Linked DNA regions of Mus musculus: region 1 is linked to region 2. The links are chromatin contacts, called in public promoter capture Hi-C maps. All regions are on one chromosome and are shown on one strand. The core of a region is the stretch at or near the end of the contact, and the rest is flanking DNA. Distances in the headings are between cores, read along the strand shown. Region 1 holds the start of Rnf139 (ring finger protein 139). Region 2 overlaps Derl1 (Der1-like domain family, member 1).

Region 1 (6,152 bases), core at 3,414-5,913, 1.0 Mb after region 2:
GTCTCTGTCACTCAAGTGCTGGGATCAAAGGCTTGTGCCACCAATGCCCGCCTTCCTTACATTTTCTATTCTGTTCCATAGGTTTAGTTACCTTTAGCCACACACCACACCAGGTGTCTTCATTATTACAGCTTTGGACTAGGCCAAAGGGGGTGGGTAGGGTTGCACACCTTTAATCCCAGAACTCAAGAGGTAGAGACAGTCGGATCTATACAAGTTTGAGGCCAGCTTGGTCTACAGAGCTATACAAAGAAACCTTGTCTCAAAGAACAAAACAAACAAATAAACAAACAAGCACTTTATTCTTTAAAATGATCTTAACTATTGTTGGCATTTTCCATTTTCTTATGAATTTTAAAGTCAGTTTGTCCACTTTTTTTTTTTCCAAGACAGGGTTTCTCTGTATAGCCCTGGCTATCCTGGAACTCACACTGTAAACCAGGCTGGCCTCGAACTCAGAAATCTGCCTGCCTCTGCCTCCCAAATGCTGAGATTAAAGGCATGCACCACCACCACCCGGCTAGTTTGTCCACTTTTTAAAAAATGACCCCATTCAGATTTATTTCTCCAAATTGAGGGTATTTTGAACCTAAAGGTTGAAATCTTTACAACACTCAAGTGTCTACCTCAAACCTTTATTCCACTCACGGCAGCTGTGAAATGAGAGGTGAGTATCAGAAGTTCACCGTCCAGGATCCTGTGCTGAAGGGTTGTATACAGCTATCTGCCCAGTGGGTACCAGGAACAGGCATGTCATAGTAGAGTGGACAGCGTATTGTAAGAGAATACAACAACACAGCTACCTTAATTTGCACTGTGTTTGCACAACCATGAAATGCCCTAACATTTCTGAGCCTGATGGGATGCGTGATCATTTATTAGTCTACTGTGAGCTTTCCTCCTTGACATGACCTTAAAGTAATTATTGTCTGCATTCTCCTCGGAAGTATCTCAGCCCTCGCATTATGATTGACAATGACTCTAGACTAACATATTGTAATCACTTCTATCCTAAAATACATTGAGTTCCACTTGATGGTTACCATCTGTAACAAATTGAGTATCTATACCATACTCCTAAGCTATAAACAGAATATTGGAAAGAGTGTTGAAATAGCATAGTAGCTCCAATGGATATTTTTCCTAAAATTTATTCATGACATGCCATACTAAGTACTTCCAACATTTTTTCTTGTTTTATTTTTCAGTATTTTTGTTGTGGTGGTGATCATTCCCTAACACATGCTAGGGAAAGTGCTCTAACACACACACACTCCCCAGCCTGTAAATTGTTTGTTGATATAGAATCTCACTATGTAGCCTCATCTGGTCTCAAACTCACAGAGATCAGTCTGCCTCCTAAGTGATGGGATCACACGATGGTGTGCCACCACACTCAGCTTGTTTTATTTTATTTTATTTTATTTTATTTTATTTTTGTAAAATATAGAGCCAGGTGGTGCGTGCCTTTAATCCCAGCATTCCAGAGGCAGAGGCAGGAGAGTCTTTGAGTTTGAGGCCAGCCTGGTCTAGAATGAGTTCCAGGGCAGCCAGGACTACACAGAGAAACCCTGTCTGGGATTTGCCACCCTCCCCCACCGCCTGCCCCCAAATGCCATCAAGTTGCCTTTAGGAGACTAATCCTACGCTCTGGAAAGAGTAAACTCTGCAGTGCAAACTTGATTCTGTCACTATCGTTGCCTAGTTCTGTGTCCTTCAACAAGTCGGCATAGGATTGATGTGGCTGGTGTGTATGTAATGATGTCATTTCTCTTCTCCTCGCTCTCCCGTCTTCTGGATGAGAATGAGATAGGTAAACTCCCCGGAGACAGAAGCGGCCCGCTAACCGTGAAGCACATGCAAAGCGCTCAGCAAATGCTGCTGAAGGAAAAGCCAAATGTCAGGAAATGGAGACGCGCAACATTTACTCCCAACAGCACCATCACGCCTGCCTGTTGTTTCCTTTGTTAACTACATAAAGTCTGTTTGGACTTACAAAACCAGAAAATGTCAACACTTGCATTTCCATAGGCATCTGCATATCTGAATTTTATTTTACATAAAAGAGAAAAACCAAAACAAAAAACAAACACCCCCCCCAAAAAAAAAACAATTTAGAGACTATCATTTTAAAACAAACCCTAAGGACCTAGAAGTTATAGTCCATATTGTAACCCTCAGTTCCCATTCTTCTTCTGAAATTGGCATCATCCATTGGTAGGAAATACAGAAGACCTTGGAAGGGGTGGGGAAGGAGGGAGGCTCAAGTACTTGTCCCTGATTGCTCCCTCCACCTAAGGAAGCCAGGGTACACTAGTAAATTTCCTTCTGACAGCCTAGTCTATTTTTTTCCTTTGCCTGACAAGGCTTGACTGATGGATATCCAGAGAGAAGCTAACATAAGTTTTATACACCCTACTTTTAAAGTACCAGAACTTGGGAGGCAAACACAGGTGGGTGTATAGAAAGCATTTGAGGCCAGCCTGATCTATGTAGCTAGTTCCAAGCTGACTTGAGACCCAGATTTTAAGAAAAAAAAAAAAAAAAAAGCTACTAAGAAGCATTTGAATAATTAATGACAGACAAAAGGCTTTTGACTCATTAATGAGTGTTATCTTTGAACACAGGTATTCTGTGTATATTGCTTGTGTGTCAGTGTGAATATTGTCATAACAGACAAGATAGATGCGTATTAGTTTGTACTTTCAGATCATATTTTATTCTCTATTTTTGAATGGTAATAATACAATTCTCCCCCTCTCTCCTATCACATTTTTACTTTAGTGTTTCTGGACCCTCTTCTCTGTAAGAGCTTCACTCTTTTGACTTTAATTACACTGGGGGCATAATAAGAGAGGGATGAGTAGCTAATTTAATCCCTGAGGTTCCCTATGTAAGATTGTGTCATTCTTTCACTAAGGTTGCCTTCCTCTGGGGACGTTGTCATAGCCACAAGGTTAGTCTCTAGCCATGCAGTTTAGGAAAGTTACCCAGAGTTTCTAGAGTAGATCTGAAAAGGTAACCATCTGGTGGTCTTTTAAAAAATAAAATAAACCAGAGAAAGGTCTTGAGTTAGGATGGTGACAGCGGCTATAGGAAGGATAGGACTCAGTTACAGAATTTGGCTGTGGGTGAAAGAAGCAAAACAAACCGAAGTTTTAAGCTTTAAGATACCATTAGGTTCAAACTCTGGTTTTGATTCTTGTTGGTCTGGGGCATACACAGTCCCACCTGTTAGCACCTTTGTGATCTTGCAATTCGTTTTATCTAAACCAGTCTCAACCTTGATAAAACAGGTAGAGCAAATGCCTATCGTAATAGCTGATATAGAGGCTTTGGTAAAAGAAAACCGGGGCCTACAGTGCCTCGTATACAGATGGAAGAGGGGAAAGTGAGCAAACAAAGCCCAAACCACAAAACTGGGTGGAGGTGCCATCTTCCTGCTCCAAACACCTTCCCCCAAAAGGGTTCTGTTAAAGTCTGATAATTTTATTTACAGACCTCCTCCCTGTGCGGGTGTGGGGTGGAGTGGGAAGGGAGGTCCAACTTCTAGAGTCCTGCTGTAAACTGGCTTGTGCGCTTTGAGCTAGGAGCCCAAGTCAACCAGGCTTCCTGGTTTGCGATTTTGTGTTCCTTAAACCAAAACAGCTAAGTCTACAGTTCAGCCTCTGACCTTACTCTCTTCCTTTGCTGGAGAAGGAACAGAGAAACAACAGCCAGGTCATACCAATTCCACTGATAGGCAAGAAAGAGCGGCGAAAGAATGCGCTCAACTCTGATTAAGGATTTATCCAGGACAAGGATAAATCAAAGACCTCAGAGAGTTCTGGGTTCTTGCTCGTAAGTCAGGCTCCGAAGCCATTAATAAAATGTGCATGACCGTCCACGGGGACAGGGAGGGAGATGTGTAAACAGATGCGAGTGTGTTTTTCTTGGCAACACCTAACAACTCAAGGCCAGTGCCAAGTCTGGCTGGGATCGCCCTGTGCAGCCTCGCAGGTTATTTCCCCTGCCATTCCTCAGGCCTGGCCTCTGGGTGGGGAGAGGCAGGTAGGCAGGGCGGCGTCCTCCAGCTTTTCATCTCCCAAGCAGGACGAGGCGAGTTCAAGGGACACTCACTGGGCTCTACTAGACATTTAACACTGTCGGTGCGCAGTAGCCCAGCATCCCACGCTCGGGGCACGCCAACACCGAGGGGCAGCCACTCACAGGCGCTCGGGCGCTGGGACGCGGCGGGCCGGCGACGCGAGCGCCACCCCGCGGCGAGGCGAGGCGAGGCTAGGCGAGCCGAAGCGGGCGGGGACCATGGCAACGCTCGAGGCTCGCCGGGCCCCGCGTGCTGACGCTGCGCGGCGCGCCGGATTGTGACGCAGGGCCGCGGCGCCGGCTCCGCGTTCTCGAGTGACCGCGGGCGCCGCCTCGGGGGCCTCGCAACGGCAGCAACGGCCGAGGCAGGCGGGGTCAAGATGGTGGCTCCGCTGGCGGGGGAGGCGCTGGAGGGAGGAGGAGCCAGACCCTAGCCGGCCGGAAACACCGACGCCCCGAGGCCTCCCGGCAGCCGCTGCCGCCGCCCCCTGCTCCACCGAGGGACGCGAGCGGGCGGCGGGGCGGGCCGGGCCGGGACACAGGACAGGAGGCGGCCGGGGGCGGAGCCACTTTCGTCGGCGCCCGCCCCGGCCGCGGCCCCGGGCCTCCCCCGCGCCGCCCTGCCTGGCCCGGCCCGCCCAGCCCCGGTGTGGCAGCGGCTCATGGCGGCGGTGGGGCCCCCGCAGCAGCAGGTGCGGATGGCCCAGCAGCAGGTCTGGGCGGCGCTCGAAGTGGCGCTCCGGGTGCCCTGCCTCTACATCATCGACGCCATCTTCAACTCCTACTACGATTCCAGCCAAAGCCGGTTCTGCATCGGGCTTCAGATCTTTCTCCGGCTCCTTGGTAAGGACGGCGTAGGGCTAGCCCGCTGGCCGAGGCGTGCCCTCTCCCAGGCCGACGGGAACGGCAGGGCACTGGTGGCACGCGGCTTGGGGAACCACGGTCTGGTTCCCCAGAGGGCCTTTTGGCGGGGGTGCGGGGACCCGTGGTACTCGTGCCAGCGTTGACAGCTGAGTGGTGCTGGCGGGTCTGTGCCCTGCTCGGTTGGCACCTGGATGGGCGAGGAGAAAGCACGGCTGTGTGAGCATGCGGCTGTCTGTCTGCTGTTTCTCTTGGGGAATGACTGCTGGCTTCCAGCGTCCTATGCGACAGCCCTGGAAAAACAGCTCTCCGGGTCTCGCCGTGTGTGACCTTGGACTTGAGCCAGAGCTTGAGCCCCCTGTCTACCCATTTCACAGTGCAGAATACGTTGTCACTTCTGTGTCTTGGAGTCCACCGGATCGTGAAGTACTTGAGGTAAATGGCCACTCAAGCCATGAATGTCAGTCCTTGAAACCATTTCCAAAAGTCACCGCGAGGAAGGTTATACTTACAACGAACCCCTAAACTCTTTCTATGAGTAAATAATAAGGTGTTGGATGTGACTATGAAAGCTTACCATCCCAGGGTGATGAGACATCTGTGGGAGACTAGAAAGATCAGTCTTCATTTCATATGGATTGAGTGCTAAAAGTATTTTATATTTCACTTTCTATTTCTCTCTGTGCTACATACCAGAAGTGAGAAACACATAAAGAGATCTTTTCCAGATAATTACAGCTTGGCAGGTTTTGTTGATGAGATCATTACGATGAGTTTTTAGGTGGGTTCTTGCTATTGAAAGGTTGGGGGTGCGGGTACCTGGTAGTGAGGTCCTGACCAAGACCTTGAGAAGTGCGAGCGCCTCTGCTGCCTTATTCTCCCAGAAAAGGAGCGTCAATAAAGAAGCAGTTTTGTTCTTGGCAGTAACTCTTCTACATTTGTCTGCTAGAAAGCATTCTCACAGGTTTTACCTAATCCGTCGGTCACTCCTCAAAGGTGGATCGTGTTATTTAGACTTTACAGGTGAGGAAATGAGGTTGGAGAAGTTAGGTGTTTGGTTTCTGGTGCACAGCTGGTGTTTGCCAGAGCGTTAGAAAGGCTTCTGGTGTTCAGGGATGGTTCCCTTTTGTTCTTCCTCAGTGTGCGGAGATGCAGTACCCAGCGCTGTGACCCCGCAGTGCTCACCTTAAAGTTAACAAGAAAGA
Region 2 (6,532 bases), core at 1,371-3,870:
AAGTTCCACTGAGCTATATATTCCTCAGAGGTAAACTACCTTAAATCGCGTTCCGAACCAGAACGACACGATCAGGTCTCTGTTCAGCTGGGCCCAGACGTAGAGCACTGACATGATCAGAGGGATCATCAGCAGCTGCAAAGGAAGTCAGGACAGGAAGCTCAGCGCCACAGGCACGAAACAAGGCTTAATGTGACTGCCTGCCTATCCTGCCCACCTCCCAAACTGCACAGGAAACCCTAATGTCACAATCACAAACTAACCGCATTATTTATCATACAATGAATGCCATAAAAATCTATGATCAATACATGAACTCAGAAACATCAGTTCAAGCTGTTATTTGAAGGAAAAAAATATTTTCCTTAACTATCTAATCTATTTTCAATGAATACATAACCCCACACACACCCAGGAAATACTGCATAACCATTACTCTGAGCATTCAAGCATAAGCCAGAAATGAACAAGGAAGCCAATGGTTAGATATGCCTACAAGAGCCTCAAAGGCTTAGCTAACAGTATAATCAGTTCTCATTCTATGCATTCAATGTAATCCCAACTTCTGAAACATACAGAAGGGCAAATAGTTGAAAGTCTTACCTGCATATCCATTGCTAAGCCAGTAATCTTGGTTTGTAAAGTCAAGGATCATATGCAGAAAGTATTCTATAGATACCAAGGCTGAGCTGCTCATTTCTCTCCAGTGAACGTCACTACACTGTTCCAAAGGAAAACACTTTCTAACTATCAGATTACTCAAGATATAGGAACACACAAAAGTTCTGATCACTGCAGAAATATCCACTCGCCAGTACAGTCAGTAGAGCAGGAGACATGGAAATGAACAGCCTCACCATGACCTGCTCACCTGGTATCTTCTTCTACACCCTACTACTATTTTACTATTTAGCATTCAACTACAGGATAGACAGATCTGTGCATTTGAAACAAATGCTTACACTCAGGGACAGCTTTTTTTTTTTTTTTTTTTTTTCTCCATTCTCTTAAAGGAGAGGGAGTATTCCAGGCCTTTATGTTTCTGGCTCTTGATCAACTTTAAACAGTCGTCAGGTCCAACTGTTTGCTTATCAATAGTGCCTCACACAGAGATAGACCATGCCCAGAGGGGGGTGCTTTATGGACTAGATTGTTATTTAGGACCAAAAGATGGACAGCAACGAAGTCATGAAATGATGCTGGCTGTAAATTAATTTCTGGAAAGAACCAGAAAGCTGTCTTGTGGCTGGCATGGAATATCTGTGCTTCAGTCAACAAACTGTCATCCCAGGGAACACAGAGAACTGGGCTCAAGGAGACAGCAATAAAATTCCACTGAATATGGATAAAAATCCCAGAGACTCCAGTGAGAGAAGGCATCTCCAAAACATGGGATTTACCCTGGCTTCAAAGACAGAACCTGATATTCTCATTATTAACTATAGTTTTTAAAAGGTATCAAAACTGATTTAAATCGTTTTTAGAATACTATTTCCCAAAACCTTAAAAGGGAAGTAGGGAGTTCATTATGGCCTGAGCAGCCCTGAAGGATACAACGATGCAGATCCAGTTAAAGAGAAGCATGAATAAATAGTCTGCTGGCCTCCCGTCAAAAGCTCCTGGAAACAAACACAAGGCAAACATCAGGCTTTAGAACTGGGGAACAAAGTAGCCTCTACAGAGAAAAATACTTTAAAAATAATACTGAAGACATTTAACATCACTTCTTTAAAACAAAAAGTGTGACCTTTGGGACATAGGAGCACCTATCTGCAAAACAGAGGACTAAGCAGGATAGCGTGGACGACTCCTCTCTACGGCAATGCTCACAGCAGCACTAGTCACGGCAGCCACGAAATGGATTAAACCAAGGGCCCATCAACATTATCTATATAACTGACAACAATGAGGGATGAACTACATCTACATGCTACGTAGGAGAACCTTAAAATGACACTAAGTAAAAGAAACAGTCACAAAAGATCACAGATGGTATGATCCTATCACAATTATTACAAGAAATTACTAGTACAGGCGACTCTAAAAAGCAGAAAGGGAACAGAAGTTTCCTATGGCTTGCATGGAAGATGGATTGAAGGAAATGGGCAATACTAACAGATATAGACTTTAGAGGCAAAGAAATGTTGTAAATGGATTATGATAATGGCTGCACAATTCTACAAACGTATTAACTGAATTTAAACTCAAATGAGGAAGCTAGATGGGATGTAAGATTAACATCCTCCACTGGAATCCATGGAAGATGGGAGCTGAGAGCTTCCCTGTATACTAAAACCTACAAATATCCACAATCCTTAGATAAAATGGTATAATATTTGCATAGAACCTAGATATTCTGACCTATACTGTAAGATAGATCACATTCCCTATGGTCCCTTTTACAATGTAAATTGTGTACCACCAGTTGCTACAATGTGTTGTTTAATAAGTAATGACAAGGAGGAAACTGTACAAGTTCAGTAGACTTATTTTCCAGCTATTCCAAATGTTTCAGGCAGCTGACTCATGACACAGAACCCACAGATAAAGAGAGCAACTTTTTATCTCAAAGAAACTGTTTCAAAAGTGCCTCTCAGTTTCAACATTCCAGAGCGCTCTGACTGGAAATAAAGGGAAGCAACTTCTAAAGATAAAAGCAAACAAAACCAACCAGTCATCTAGCACGGCAGGTTCTCTTGCCTGTTTTTCATACACAAAATATTACAGCAGCTTACGTTATCTGACCAAGTTAATAAAGTGGGTAAATGGACTCAAAAACACAGATAAACAAGAGCAGAAGGTGGCCAGAGAATCTCACAATTATATCAGATCTAGCTCCACATCAGAAAGAGTCCTTAAGGCCTGACTTCAGAGCTATGCTGGGTAGCAATGAGTGAAAGAGAATTATATGTGACATTCTGCTTCAAATAACCAAGGCAAGAGCGCTGATACAGACAAAACCAGATATGATGGGGGGACGACAGTCAAGGAGACTCACACCAACATATACCACAATATGAGTGAATTGTAACAGGAGTCTGCACTAACAAAGCCAACACTGAGTTAAAGAAGCTGGTCACAAACTACATTAAACATGGCCCACACAGGCAAATCCACACAGGAAGTAGACTGGTAATAGCCAGGAGCTGGGGGAGGGGTACTTTGGGTCTACTACAGGGGTGCTAATGAAAACATTGTGAAATTAAATTGCTGTGATGGTTACAAAAGCGTTAAAAAAAAACACTGAATCATAGGCTCACAAAAGGTTAAAATGTGATGTGAGATGAATTTTTCTCAGTAAGAAGAAAAAGGTTCACTGGTCTTTTTCTCTAAGAAGACCCTGTATATGTTTACATTTTCCATAGGAAAAGCTCACAGCTTGTCACGGATCAGCCACACTTCACCCAGTATGTACTACACTGGTGTTTAAAGTAAGAGCTACTCCAACAACTTCATCATCACTTAGACGAAATGGAAGAGCAGAATGCTAAGCGACTGCTCCTCACTGCTCTACTCAGCACTACCACCAAGAACTGAACAAGGGAGAGTGAAACCCAAAGGTTCTGGGAGGCAGGAGAGCCCTGGTACACTTCAGGAGGGCTCTGGTATGGTGGTGGGGCCTAGCACATTTATTGGGGGGGGGCGGTATGTGTGTGTATGGTATGGGCATGTACATTAGTGTGCATACAAACAGAGGTCAGAGGATAACTTGCTGGGAGTCAGGTCTACACTTGCACCATGTGGGCTTCAGGAAATTGAATTCAGGTTGTCAGCCTTGGTGGCAACAGCTGTGAGACAGAGGCAAATTTTCAAACACTTGAGCAGACTCTTAAGGACGATTCAGAAACCTGACCTAAGCAAGAGCCAGCAGTTGTATAAAAATCTCTGAAGTCAGCCAACTTTGCAAATCACTTACATTTAACAAAAGTGGATCTGTATTTTGACTAGGGTATCAATTTACTGCTTCCTTGTATAAGCAACTCAAGCTAGCATATAAGGTATTGTGGAAATACTTAATTCAACAAGACACTTGTAAAGCACTGGATTGCTTCTCTATTATATCATACAAGATGGTATATTTGGAAAAACTACCGCAGTACAAATCCTGCCTTAAAGCTGTTGTCTACATGTAAACACGTAGCATATGTATACTACATGTGTAGTATATGCATGTGTGCATGTGCAGGTGCCCATGCTGCATGTGTGAAGGTCAGAGGTCACCATCAGAATCTTCCTCTATTGTTCATCACCTTATTTTTTGAGCAAGGCCTCTGACTGAAAATGGACCCCAACAGCTGACTCCTCTAGGTAGAGAGAGCCCCCCAGGATCCTCAGGGGTCTTGGTCTCCAGGCACTGGACTGCAGGCGCACAAGTGCCACACCCAGCTTATCTGCGTGGCTGAAGGGTTCTGGACCGGTCCTCACAAATGCATTTTCTTCACTGTACCATCCTCTCCAGCCCCTGAGAAGGAGACTAAGCTCTGAACTGCCTCGCACTCTGTCTGAAAGACACGTACATTCTAGCCTGGCTTCATTCTAGCAGGACAAAGACAAGAGTAAGTATAAGAACACAACCCAGACAATCAGGAGATGGAAGGACATGCAAAATTTTGATCTGATATTATTTCTTTTTATAACAAATTACAACTCATTCTGTGATTAAAAACTCAATATGGCTGGGCATGGTAGTGCATACCTTTAATCCCAGGACTCAGGAAGTAGAGGCAGGTGGATCTCTGAGTTGGAGGTCAACTGGTTATAGCCAGGGATAGATGAGACTTTGTCTCCAAAAAAAAAAAAACAAACACAAAAACACAAAACAAAAATACTCTACTAGCCTAATACAGTCATGACCCAGTGAGCATGCAAGAACTATCAATACACATTTCTTTATATAATATTAATGGTCCTGAAAATCCAAGGCAACATATTTAGAATGAATCAGTAACTTAGAATGAAACAACACTTTGACAATGACAGGTAACTTACCTGCTTCAAGCCGAGTAGAATACTGATATAAGAAATATAAATTGACCAAATACAGAAATCCAGTCCCTGGGCCCACGGGGAAGTAAAAGGTGGCAGTGAACGGCCTCCATATCTGAAGAGATCAAAACAAACAGCTGTCAGTTCCTCTGACCTGGGATGAACACTTTTCTTATTTAAACCAAACAAAATCACACTATGCAAAGCATTCTTTCAAGGCGAGCTAAAGTGACATCACAGTATGAGGAGACAGCGTAGTTCCCGCTGCCTACACATCATTAGTTCACAGGCCAATGAGATAATGGGGCATCAAAATCATCTGTTAATATTTTTAAACAAGTTAGCAAAAACAATACTATGCAAATATATGGCCTTGCCTAAGACGGGGCTAAAAGATAATCCTCATTAAAAGTAGCATTCTCAAATGCTAGAGGCTAACAGGAATCAAAACAAAGTGCTAACTAGGCATATGGGCTCAAAAGGAAACAACGCAACACACACACACAAACATGAAGAGGGGAAGTCCTAACTCCAATCTCCAAATGTTATTTTCAACAACAACTAACTGCTTTCCTTTGGGGGCAACCCTGTGAACTGAACCCAGGTGGACTAGGCACTCTACCACTGAGATTGGTCCAAACTCTCTTTTCACATTTTGAGAGAGGAGGGACTCACTGCATTGCACAGGAGGCCTTAAACTTATGCAGCACAGATTGTTCTTACATTTTCAATCCTCCTGCCTCAGGATCAAGACTTGCTGGGATTACAAGAGTTGCCTGCTCCAAATGGCCAAGCTTTTGGGTGTTTTTGTTTTTTCAAGAAAGATCACTCTACATAGGCCTGGCTGTCCTGAAGTATGTAGACCAGGCTGGCCCTGAACTCAGAAATCTCCCTGGCTCTGTTTCCCAAATGCTGGAATTTAAGGTACACGACACCACGCCTTGCCTTAGTTTTTAGAGCGTCAAAGGCCAGGCTTTCCTGGAACATTCAGTCGGCCTGCTGGCCTCAGCCTCCTCAGTGCTAGAATTCAAAGGCGTGCGAGCACGCACAGCCCGTTTCTGTGAACGCTCTGCCATTTCCTCCCTCCTCACCATGCTTTAAATCGCAGTTTTATGTCTTCATTCCCTTGACAAAATACTTCTATTTGCTTCACAGACTTTCTTTATGTGGATATGTGGGTAGACAAACTTCATTTAAATTGTTATGATGCCATGATGAATATTCTTGTATATTCTGTACACACACACACACATGCACACAGACACACACACATGGAATAAATGCCTGGGAATCAATCTGTTAGATCAACAGACATATGCACTTATTTTGGTAGATATTGCCAAATGTCTACAGAAATGTTTAATTAATTTATACTTCCTCCTAAAATGTAGACGATTGCTATCTTTCTACACATATTCTCCACAAAGGATATTTACAGCCACTAACCTGAAAACTAATCTTTGTTTGCTTTGAGAAAGCTGAGCATCTTTCTTCATTTTAAAGACACATTTTAAAGGCACATCCACTACCCTGATAGATCTGCATC

What was found. Promoter capture Hi-C pulls out the DNA fragments that hold promoters and counts their contacts.
Region 1: a contact with region 2 is called in a promoter capture Hi-C map of liver, with 2.6 times the contacts expected there. The contact joins the promoter of Rnf139 here to the enhancer-like site in region 2. A contact is called at or near these places in 13 of 39 promoter capture datasets (the 3T3-L1 cell line, 3T3-L1-derived adipocytes, the C10 cell line and 8 more) and 1 of 484 Hi-C or Micro-C datasets (the G1E-ER4 cell line).

What each region holds. Positions count from the first base shown.
Region 1 is chr15:58,884,566-58,890,717 of GRCm38.p6, forward strand. Rnf139 (ring finger protein 139) reads left to right here and starts at 4,664. Exons shown (of 2, transcript NM_175226.4): 1 at 4,664-4,929. The coding sequence starts at 4,749. Gm36509 (a long non-coding RNA gene) reads left to right here. Exons shown (of 2, transcript XR_384121.2): 2 at 1,804-2,030. It also overlaps a transcript of Tatdn1 not described here.
Region 2 is chr15:57,878,446-57,884,977 of GRCm38.p6, forward strand. It overlaps Derl1 (Der1-like domain family, member 1), which reads right to left. Exons shown (of 8, transcript NM_024207.4): 2 at 4,990-5,101; 3 at 1,555-1,619; 4 at 604-630; 5 at 40-135. Among named protein-coding and RNA genes, the nearest start is that of Derl1, 11 kb to the right of the region's middle. Within about 2 kb of position 2,621, at least 40 of the 459 cell types and tissues checked have an H3K27ac peak or open chromatin away from gene starts, as enhancers often do. A contact at or near this core is called in the G1E-ER4 cell line and liver, where this site is marked.